Regions from separate parts of the Podarcis muralis genome. Here region 1 is linked to region 2. Evidence: chromatin contacts called from public Hi-C data. All regions are on one chromosome and are shown on one strand. Each heading gives the region's core, a stretch centred on a gene start, on an enhancer-like site or on the middle of the called end of the contact. The rest is flanking DNA. Distances are from core to core; before and after follow the strand shown.

What was found. A called contact is a pair of places that touch in the nucleus more often than the background predicts.
Region 1: a contact with region 2 is called in a Hi-C map of tail, with 2.5 times the contacts expected there. The contact joins the promoter of FBXL5 here to the promoter of ACOX3 in region 2. A contact is called at or near these places in 2 of 3 Hi-C or Micro-C datasets (blood and tail).

Annotation. Positions count from the first base shown.
Region 1 is chr9:78,651,134-78,656,604 of rPodMur119.hap1.1, forward strand. FBXL5 (F-box and leucine rich repeat protein 5) reads left to right here and starts at 4,033. Exons shown (of 11, transcript XM_028743241.2): 1 at 4,033-4,222. The coding sequence starts at 4,139.
Region 2 is chr9:78,524,476-78,529,212 of rPodMur119.hap1.1, forward strand. ACOX3 (acyl-CoA oxidase 3, pristanoyl) reads left to right here and starts at 1,680. Exons shown (of 18, transcript XM_028742998.2): 1 at 1,680-1,842; 2 at 3,342-3,516; 3 at 4,443-4,676. The coding sequence starts at 3,358. It overlaps TRMT44 (tRNA methyltransferase 44 homolog), which reads right to left and starts at 1,656. Exons shown (of 11, transcript XM_077934519.1): 1 at 1,540-1,656.

The sequences.
Region 1 (5,471 bases), core at 2,783-5,282, 130 kb after region 2:
ACTCTCTGCAAGGTCAAAATGGAAAAGCCTCTCCATTGTCTTTTCCTTCACAAATCCTATCTGTGTTTGAACAGGGTGTGAGCCTGTGACCTGGACCAGGAACTAAGTATTTATCACTACAAAAGACTAGCCAGGCTACCCAGGAAATCCAATCAAGTAACCTGCCAGACAGGAGATAAACAAGGACAAGAGATAAACAACATTTAAATTTCTGTTTAGACCACCTTTTCTGTGACGTAGGCATGATGTATCTGAGGGGTGGTCTTAGGTTACACCCCTTCTGGGATATATGTATGAAGTTTCTGGGGGTGGTCTTGATCTACAGGGGGGCAATTTCAAAAGTCTTTATAAGGTCTTGCACACCATTTTTCTGGGTCCTCCTCCTTTCCTGCGTGTGAGGGGAGCACCCTGTTGCAACAGATCAAAAAAGATCAAGCTTACTAGCTGCTTTGCTTCTCAATATTCTCTGGTTGGCCTCTGTTATTCTCTCCTACCAATAGGGCAGTGTTTCCCAACCTTTTTTGGGCAAAGACACACTTGTTTGATGAAAAAAATCTCGAGGCACACCACCATTACAGCCCCGTGACGTCAGCGCGCAGCGTCGCGCTGGGAGGGACGCACGAAAGTGTAAGTTTCAATTTTTTTCCCTCCCCTCCTGTGTAAAGGGGAATGCACTCTGCTAAGTAAAGGCACTTGCCACAGCAGCGTCAACGTCACAGCACCCACCGGCACCCAAGAGAGAAGGGGTCTCAGCAGCCCTTTTGCCAGGAAGAGGAGCAAGAACGAGAGGAGGAGGAGGAAGAGGAAGAGAGTCCCCCCCCAAAAAACATTCTCCTTTTGATCTTCCTTATTTGCAATTCCTCATTGCAAAACAGCGGTTGATATACAGCTGATTTTTTTGTTATTACAGTCCCCACCCCCTCACCTAGAAAAACACCACCTGTCAATTTTATTATTATTATTATTATTATTATTATTATTATTATTATTATTATTATTATTATCATCATCATCATTATCATTATTATCATTATTATTATTATTATTCCCCGCCACTCTGGGAGGCTGAAGCCCTTTAAGGCTTCCTTCTGTCCACTCTCTGTGAATTACCTGCCCGGAGCGGGTTTCTGGGGGGGGGGGGGCGCTGCTGCCGGTGTCCTCCCCATCGAGTCTCACCTTGCCCGGTGCGTGGCGGCCGCCCTTTCCCACACTCTGCCGGCTGCGCTGCCAAGCCCCGCGGCTCGGCCTGTCAGCGTTACCGGGCTCGGCGGGCGGTAATTCCCAAAGAAAGCCGGCGGCGCTTGAAGAGCTGGCAAGCCCCCATTTGCATGTCTGTTTTCCGCAGCCCTTGGAGAGGATTAAGTTCCCTCCTTCCTGCCGGGGAACCTCCAAGCTTTGGGGGTGGGGGGGGGAGGAGGCAGCAAAGCGAGGCAGGAAGGAGAGCGCGGCTTGGCTGGGTGAGCTTTGGCAGGGGCAGGGAATGAGAGCCGCGAGGCGGGCGCTGCGGACGGAAGCGCTGCCCGCCGAGCTCGCAGGCAGCCAGGCAGGCAGACGGCGAGAGCCCCGCGCTGGGCGGCCTCTCCTCGCCGCCGCTGCCCCGCCTCTCGCCGCCCGACTCGCCCGCCTCCCTCCCACGGAGGTAGGCTGGTGTGCCGTGGGAGGGAGGCGGGCGAGTCGGGCGGCGAGCACACGCGGGGCGGCGAGCGAGCTCCCTCCCACATCCCATCGCCGCTCGCTTCGGCCGGCCTACTGGGCTGTCGCAGGCGGAAGGCCTGCGCATGCGCGAGGTCTTCGCGCCTTCCTCCAGTAGGCCGGCCGAAGCGAGCGGCGATGGGATGTGGGAGGGAGCTCGCTCGCCGCCCCGCGTGTGCTCGCCGCCGCCGCCCCGCCTCTCGCCGCCCGACTCGCCCGCCTCCCTCCCACGGAACACAAGGCAACGTTCCGCGGCACACTAGTGTGCCGCGGAACACCGGTTGGGAAACACTGCAATAGGGAAGCTATGTAAGGACTCTATATGGGCTCTTGGATACCCCATAAGGGAAGAAGGGCAATTTTTGTTTACAACACCTTCCAAAGGAAACACAAACCCTGGGTAAGCTCCTGGAACCTCGTATCACACAGTGGTGTCCAGCAGATTTGAATCATTCGCCTTTAGATTTCATAGCAAAGTAGGATTATATAGTTTAATTTAAAGTTTAATTATGGATGTGTGAAAAGCTGGTTTGGCACCATTTCTAAAACTCCCCAAAGCTACTGGCTTTATCGTTAAGGCCTTGGTATAGTAAAGTGATGGCAGCGGTTGGAGGAATCAGTAGTTTGGATAAAAGCTGGTTCTCCCCATATAAGACCACAGAGCAGTGGAGTGTCTCTCCACATTTGGTGGGGTTCTGAAGAGCGGGGTTGGGGGAACCTGTGACCCACCAGCTGTTGCTGGATTGCCCCTCTCCTTCCTACTTCTGAGTGACCACTGGAGATGCTGGAGGTGGGGGTGCAATAGGCTTGCCACCCCCTGCAGACACTATTATTTCAGCCTTGCTCTGACCTCCCACCTTCTAGAGTACTTTGCAGTACTATGTTGTGATCCATTTTTCTCTCTCCAAGTCTCAGATCTCCAATCTGGAATATGAGGATAACTTTGTTGCTATGTTATGTATTGTTAAGGAAAAATCTAGGTGTGAGGCTGCTCAGTCCCCCAGGTGGTCAGGCAGAGCCCGCGGGTCCCTGCGGAATAAAGGAAGGAGTCCAGCCAACCGGAGCAAATAGCTGTAGACCAAAGTTTATTGCGCAATAGGTTCAAAGAGCAAATTTTGAACCCCGAGGATGGGGTGACAAAGACTTTTAAAACTTTCCTGCCACATCCCAGAATACAGTTCGAAGGGGAGGGGTTAACCTTGGCAAACATGTCCAGATAAGTCCTTGGTACAAGATTGGCATAAGCAGACATGGGAGGGCAAGGCTCAGGTATAAGATTAGCATAGACAAATAGGTCTTAAGTACCCACCACCCAAAAGTACAATAGAAGTTCCTTTGCATGTCTGGAGCCTGAGGCGAGTCAGGTGATGAGATTGGGCTTCCTTTGGCTAACAATGAGCCCAGCAATTTTCACCTCTGGGAACTTCCTGGAGTCCTTTTGCCTGGGGGAAAATAACTTTGGAATGGGGGGAACTGGGAAAGGAGATGATTTTATATTATTTTTAAAGTTAGGTGACTTCCCTGAGCTATCAAGTTGGAAGGATATATTCAGGCATAATATTTGTAATATTTAACTTTAAAGATGTGCCCCCCCTGTAATTTCTGTAACATGTATTCCGTGTTTTTATATCGTAAACCGCTTTGTGATCTTCCCATGAAGGGGTGGTATGTAAATTTAATAGATAAAAATAAAACAATAGCTACACGAAAAACTTAAGCCCCCAAGTGGAAAATGAGCGAGGTCCCAAGGAGAGAAGGATGGCAACCTAAGCTGATGGAATATGCGCAGCTTGCCGACTTAACACATAGAATAAGGGAACAGGAAGAAAGTGCGTTTAAAGAAGATTGGAAAATGTTGGACTATATGGGGGGAATTATTTACACCTGGAAATGTTGGCAGCATTAAGATAAATTCAACAGTGCAAATAAGTTTTGATGGAGGTAATAATGAATGGTATAGTTTATATAAAATATGCAGGGATTTATGATATGCAAAATGAACCATGATATCTTAAGGATGTTTAAATGAATATTCTAAATTGTAAAACAGAAAATTTAATAAAAATGATATATTTTAAAAAAGAAACCCCAAACTTAAATGTTTGACCACAAAATGAAAACTGATCTCGGAAGAGCTGGAACTTCTCTGTTCACTGGGGTGTGGATGTAGATCCCTGGTTTGATTTCTTCCGAGTTCTGCCCTGGGAGACATTGAAACAAACAAGGGGAGCGGGGGGGAGGCTCCTCCATGACACACCCGGAAGCGGCCTATCCAGTCCGCGCGTCTCCTCTACCCTCCGCAGCTCTCGGGTTTGTCCTTCGCGCACGTGACTCGGCGGGTGGAAGCGAGGCGCAGGCGCAGAAGGGGCAGCGTCTCTGGCCGCGGCTGCCGAGCGAGAGCGCCTGGTCTCTCTCTGTCTCTCTCTATATATATGGGGGAGAGAAGATGGCTCCCTTCCCTGAGGAGGTGGATGTTTTCACGGCCCCGCACTGGCGGATGAAGCAGCTCGTCGGGCTTTATTGTGACAAGGTAGGAGGGGGGAGCTTTCTGAGGGGGGAGACGCGCCGGCCATAGCCGTGAAGGGGGGGCGCGAGGTGGTCGCGCGCCCCTCGTTACGTGAGGCGCCGGGACACGCCCCTCGGCCCCCTCAGGCCTCGCGCGGCCGGCGTCCGTTTGCTGCGTGAGAGGGGATGCGCGCGCACCCTCGGGGGAGCCGGAGGAGGGAGGGGCGCCTGCGCAGCTGCCACCGCCTGGCGCGCGCCGTGACTCCTCTCGGCCACCGTCGTCCCCCCCCCCCCCAGCGCCACCTTCCTCCGCTTGCAGGTTCCCCCTCTTTCTTCCCCGTTTTTTTTTTGCGCTTGGTTGCGATCCCCTTTCCCTCGCAGGGCTCTGTCGCCGGCTGCGCTTCCTTCCCCGTCTTAGCGGAGACGTGACGCAGCTTCTCCGCTGCTGCTGGTGGTATCTCGGATGAGGCCTTCTTGCCACACGTGTGCACGCACGCACGCGTGTCCCTGGCTTAAGAATCTTTTCCAAAGGCAGCCCCCCCCCCCAATGAAGCGCGGCCTAAGTGCCTTAGGCGCCGACTTTCCCTTCTCCACCCCCCTCCGCCACTGCGATTCCCAGCTAGGCTGCTACATGAAGGCGGAAACTCTGCAGAAGACGTTATTGGACTTTCGATGACATGAACCATGCGTGTCAAATATGGACAAAGAAAAGCTCGTTCAGAAATCCAAATGTCAAAAAACATAGGTGGTTGGCGCCCCTCTGTGCGCCTCCAGGGTTGAGGTCAAACTCTAGAAGAGTTACAGTGCCTGCTGTGACTGTAGAGACATTGGCATTTCTTTTCTCTGCGCTTCCCCCAGCAGTCCTCCCTCCTCCGGTCACTGCTGTGGATGAACAAGGATTCCCACATGATGAGGTTAATGTTGCCAGCCTTCATGTCACATTTGCAATGCAGAGTTGGTGTGTCAGCAGGCGCAACTTAAAGGCAGATTTTATCTCCCTGTATCATTTTAGAGTGCATGTTCCTTGAAGCAGGTGTCTTTGCTTTTTAAGTTGGCAGCTTAACAAGTAAGGGAGAGGAAGGAAATGCAGAGATCGCAGGGGCCGGAGATAATGTATTGCTCAATGTATTTTGGTTATTACAGCTTCCTGATGGCATGTTTGGCTTGACCCAGTCAGTTTAGCCAATGATTAGGGGTTATGGGAGTTGTAATCCCAACAAGCTTTAAAAGCTCAAGGTTGAAGCAAGGTGGTCTAGCACACTCTGTAAAATAGG
Region 2 (4,737 bases), core at 430-2,929:
ACACAAGGAAGCCATTGCCTATGCAGTGGTAACTCTGGTTACATACTTAATTCGTTCCGGAGGTGCATTCTTAACCTGAAGCACCACTTTAGCTAATGGGGCCTCCCGCTGCCGCCGCCATGCAATTTCTGTTCTCATCCTGAAGCAAAGTTCTTAACCTGAGGTACTATTTCTGGGTTAGCGGAGTCTGTAACCTGAAGCGCATGTAACCTGAGGTACCACTGTAGTAATAAGGTGTCTCTGCCCACCAAGATCAAGCACATAGCTGATTTTTGAATTTACTGACTTTCTCTCTCTCTCTCTCTGTGTGTGTGTGTGTGTGAGAGAGAGAGAGAGAGAGAGATATACATATCCAATACTTTTCATTTTTGATGTTCTGAATGTTTTCTCTTTGCTTTGGGCCACTTTGGACAAAGCTAGGGCTCACCCAAACTTCCGCTTGCCACATTGCTTCCACCCGCCCCAAGAAACCCGCTTTTTACCGCTGAATCAGAGCAAACGTCAACTGGATTTTCTGCGGATGGACGACTGCTCCCAATTCAGCAGCAAAGAGCAAGTTTTCCTGGGGGAAGTGGTGGGCCAAACGGGAAACTGCTCAGACCTGTGCTTTCTAGGCACAGGCCAAGTGGAACTGTGGACAAGCCCTTAGGGTTCTCCGCTTGCTCCTCACAAAGTGGCTCCTGTATACCTGAAGGAACGTCTCTGCCCCCATCATCCAGCCCGGACACTGAGGTCCCTCGCTGAGAGGAGTGAGGTTACAGGGAACTAGGCAGAGGGCCTTCTCGGTGGTGGCGCCTGCCCTGTGGAACGCCCTCCCAGCAGATGTCAATAAACAACTATTTTACTTTTAAAAGACAACTGAAGGCGGCCCTGTTAAGGGAAGCTTTTAATGTCTGATGCTGTATTGTTTTTAACACTCGATTGGAAGCTGCCCAGATGGGCGGGGTATAAATAATAAATTATTATTATCATTATTATTAGCCTCCCATGGCGGAAAATCTGACTGCCCCTCAACCCGCCCAAGGTCCGAGCTCGCTCTGGGAAGCCGCAGCCGGCGCGAGGCAGGGCCGAAGCGGCCGCCCCGATCCCTCCCTCTCCTCCTCCCGCCCCGCAGTCACCTTTGACGACCATCTCCCTGGCGGGCGCGGGAGGGCAAGCCTTGGGCACGAGCGTCCGGAGCACCACCTCCAGCTCCTCCTCGGCGGGGCCGGCGAGGCCCAGGCCTTCGAAGTCCTCGCGGCAGCAGCGGCAGAAGGCCTCGCACGCGGCCTCCAGCGCCCGCCTGCCGGGGCTCCCCTCCCCGCCTGCCCCGGGCCGAGCGGCCCGCCAAGCCCCGTCCTGCCGAGCGCCGCACAGCCGCTTGTTGGCCACCTGGGGCTTCTCCAGCCACACGCCCACCGCCGCCCAGAAGCCCCCCGGGAGCAGCGCCGAGTCCCGCAGGGAGGCCTCCGCCAGCAGCTCCATGGCGGCCGGCGCGGGTTGACGACGTCACATCCGGCCAAGGAGCTGTCCCCGCCCCGCTCTTCCGCTCCTTCTCACCCAGAGAGCTATGAAAAAGGGCAAGAGCGGCGCGCTTTCCTTGCTCGTGGGGATATTCCGGGAGGAGTCGCTTGCAAGAGATAAGAAACCTCTTCCCCTTGGCGCCATTTGGAGGAAGTCATAGCAACATAGCATTGGAAGGGATCTTCAGAGGTCATCTAGCCCAACCCCCGGCCAAGGCAGGAATCTGAACCAAAGCATCCACGGCAGGTGGCCACCCAACAACCAGGGGGCAAGGCAGGATTTCCATGTAACTTCACGGCGGCTGCAAAGCTTTCACCGCGGGAGAAAAGGCAGCCGCAGGTGCGGAAGTCCCGCGATTCTCCGCGCCGCAAACCGCCCTGGGATCTTGGGGCGAGAGGCGGCGTCTCGTAAGTTCAAACACGAATTGAGACCCATCAGAGGCCGATGATTAGCCCGGGCGCGCTGCAGGAAGCCCGTTCCTTCCGGGGCTGGCTTGGATGCGCGCCCCTCGGGGCTCCGCGGGAGGCGGCGCTGGCGCTTCTGCGCGCGTCCTGCGAGAGGGTGGGGCGCGTTTCCCTGCGCGCGTGCGGGGCGGGGCGCGGAGCGAAGTCTGTCGCCGTCGGGGAAGGTGCGCAGCGCGGCGACCTCGCCTTTTCCGCGACCGTGGAGAGACGGTGGGTGCGGGTGCGTCAAGCCCCGGGGGAGTCGGCAGGGGCCTCCCATCCTCTTTCCCCTTCGCGCAGAAAACGGCGCCTCCCCCCCCCCCCCGCCTCGCCTCCCGCTCACTTGCGCCACTCGCCGCAAGATCCCCTCGGGGAAGGCGGAGGGGCGCAAACGCGTCGCTGGAAAAGGAGCCCCGGCTGGCTGCTGCGCCGGTGCTCCGCGGGGGCTGGAGGGCCGCCCTGCGCGCCTTGGCCGGGGAAGCGCCCTTGCCCGGAGTGGGAGCTGCTTGCCCAACGAACCTGTCCGATTGCGCAGTCCGTGGAAGTTGGACTGGGGCGCTGCCTTGCATAACTAGCGATTAGCTGCTTATGAAAGCAATGGCATGAGAGGCAGTGGACGTGTCAACAGGCCCATAAACCAGCTGCTCCTTCTTGTATCTAAACACCCCTTGTAGCTTTCTTTGTGCAGGGTCGAAGTTTATTTGCATTGACCAAAGACCAGTGGCGTAGCGTGGGTTGTCAGTACCTGGGGCAAGGCAAGTAATTTGCACCCCCTAACCCGTGGATTTGCGCACCCTAACCCTAACCCCCAGATGTTGCGCCCGGTGCGGCCGGCCCCCCCTGCACCCCCCACGCTACGCCACTGCCAAAGACAGTTCCCGTATCCAGTCAGAGAGAAAAGGGAAAGTTTTTAGCAGCAGCAACCTCTCTTTTAAAGGTAAAGGGACCCCTGACCATTAGGTCCAGTTGTGACCGACTCTGGGGTTGGGGCACTCATCTCACTTTACTGGCCAAGGGAGCCAGTGTACAGCTTCCGGGTCATGTGGCCAGCAGGACTAAGCCGCTTCTGGCGAACCAGAGCAGTGCATGGAAACACTGTTTTCCTTCCCACCGGAGCGGTACCTATTTATCTACTTGCACTTTGACGTGCTTTCGAACTGCTAGGTTGGCAGGAGCAGGGACCGAGCAACAGGAGCTCACCCCGTCGCGGGGATTCGAACCGCTGATCGGCAAGTCCTAGGCTCTGTGGTTTAACCCACAGCACCAGGAGCTGTTAATGTACACTGAGAGGATGGTCTACGCTGGCTCTGTTATCCTCTGCACAAGTAATTTTTGAAGGATTTCTTCTTTTTTGAAAAGGCATTTGTTTTGAATGTTTTTTGGGTTTGCTTACAGAACATTGCATGTTAAGATGGCATCTGTCAGTGATCGGGAAAAGGTCAGCTCTTGGAACACTTTGGTGCTCCCAGACCTCCCCAGTGGACCGCTGGATGCCTACCGGAAGAAAGCATCCTTCAACTGGAAAGAGATGACACTCTTCGTAGAGGAAGAAGATCTGCTCCGTTTTAAAGTAAGGCTTAGAATAATATTTCTTTAAAAACGATGTTGCAAATTAAACACAATCTGCCATAACCCCCCTTAAAGTATCCAATATGTACCATTAAATTCTGGTTCCTGTGAGGCCTGTCTGGCCAAGGGATTCACATGGCCAGGGACCTTTTCTTAGGTCAAGAGAGCCATGATCCTTGATAAACAGGGATTTGAGGTGTTTTTGTTTTTGTCAGTGTAAATGGCCGTCCAGTAAGTTACTTTACATTTTGATGTTCATGCTTAAAGGGTTTTCCATCTAGAACTGGGTAAAAACAATATTCTCAAAAATATTGGAAGAGAGCCAGTGTGGTGTAGTGGTTAAGAGCGGTAGACTCGTAATCTGGGGAACCGGGTTCGCGTCTCCGCTCCTCCTCATGCAGCTGCATGAAGTCTCTCAGCCCCACTCACCTCACAGAGTGTTTGTTGTGAGCGAGGAAGGGAAAGGAGAATGTTAGCCGCTTTGAGACTCCTTCGGGTAGTGATAAAGCGGGATATCAAATCCAAACTCTTCTTCTTTTGAGGAGGGGATAGATTTCTTTTGTATTGTGTTTTTGATCTGGAGGAAAACCACACAATTATATTAGTATAAAATTGAAATTATGCACTTCTCTATCAGATCCAAACTTCTACTACTTTTAGTGCAGTACATGAAATGCAATATCTATAATAATGATTCAAAGAGCTTTTAATCAGTGAGGCAATATTTGGCTGTGAACTTATTTAGTAATATTTCTTGTCAGGTAGTTGACATTTATTAAGTTTTAAAGTGCTTCCTGATAGTCCTTGTACATTTCTTATGGCATAGGGAAATGACTAAATGTGTTAATATATAAAATATGAAAACTTCAATTCAATGATAAATTCAAATCTGACGTTCAACTATTCTGATGTGTTTCTTCCATGAAGAACAGAATATTCTCAGCTCTTGAAAATGACCCTCTCTTTGCTCGTCACACTGGAGAAGAATTACCTCTTGAGAAATACCGTGAACTAACCTTCCTCCGCTGTAGGAAACTCTTTGAATATGATTTTCTACGGCTAGAAGACATAATTGAGAAACCATTAAAAGTTGTAGCGCTGATTACTTGCCTGGGGATGTATGACTGGTCTCTAGGAGCCAAATATTTGCTAAATTCCCAGGTATGTACAATGCAGGTGTAAGCTCTTTTATAGATTTCCTTAAAGACTCAAGCCTACTAGC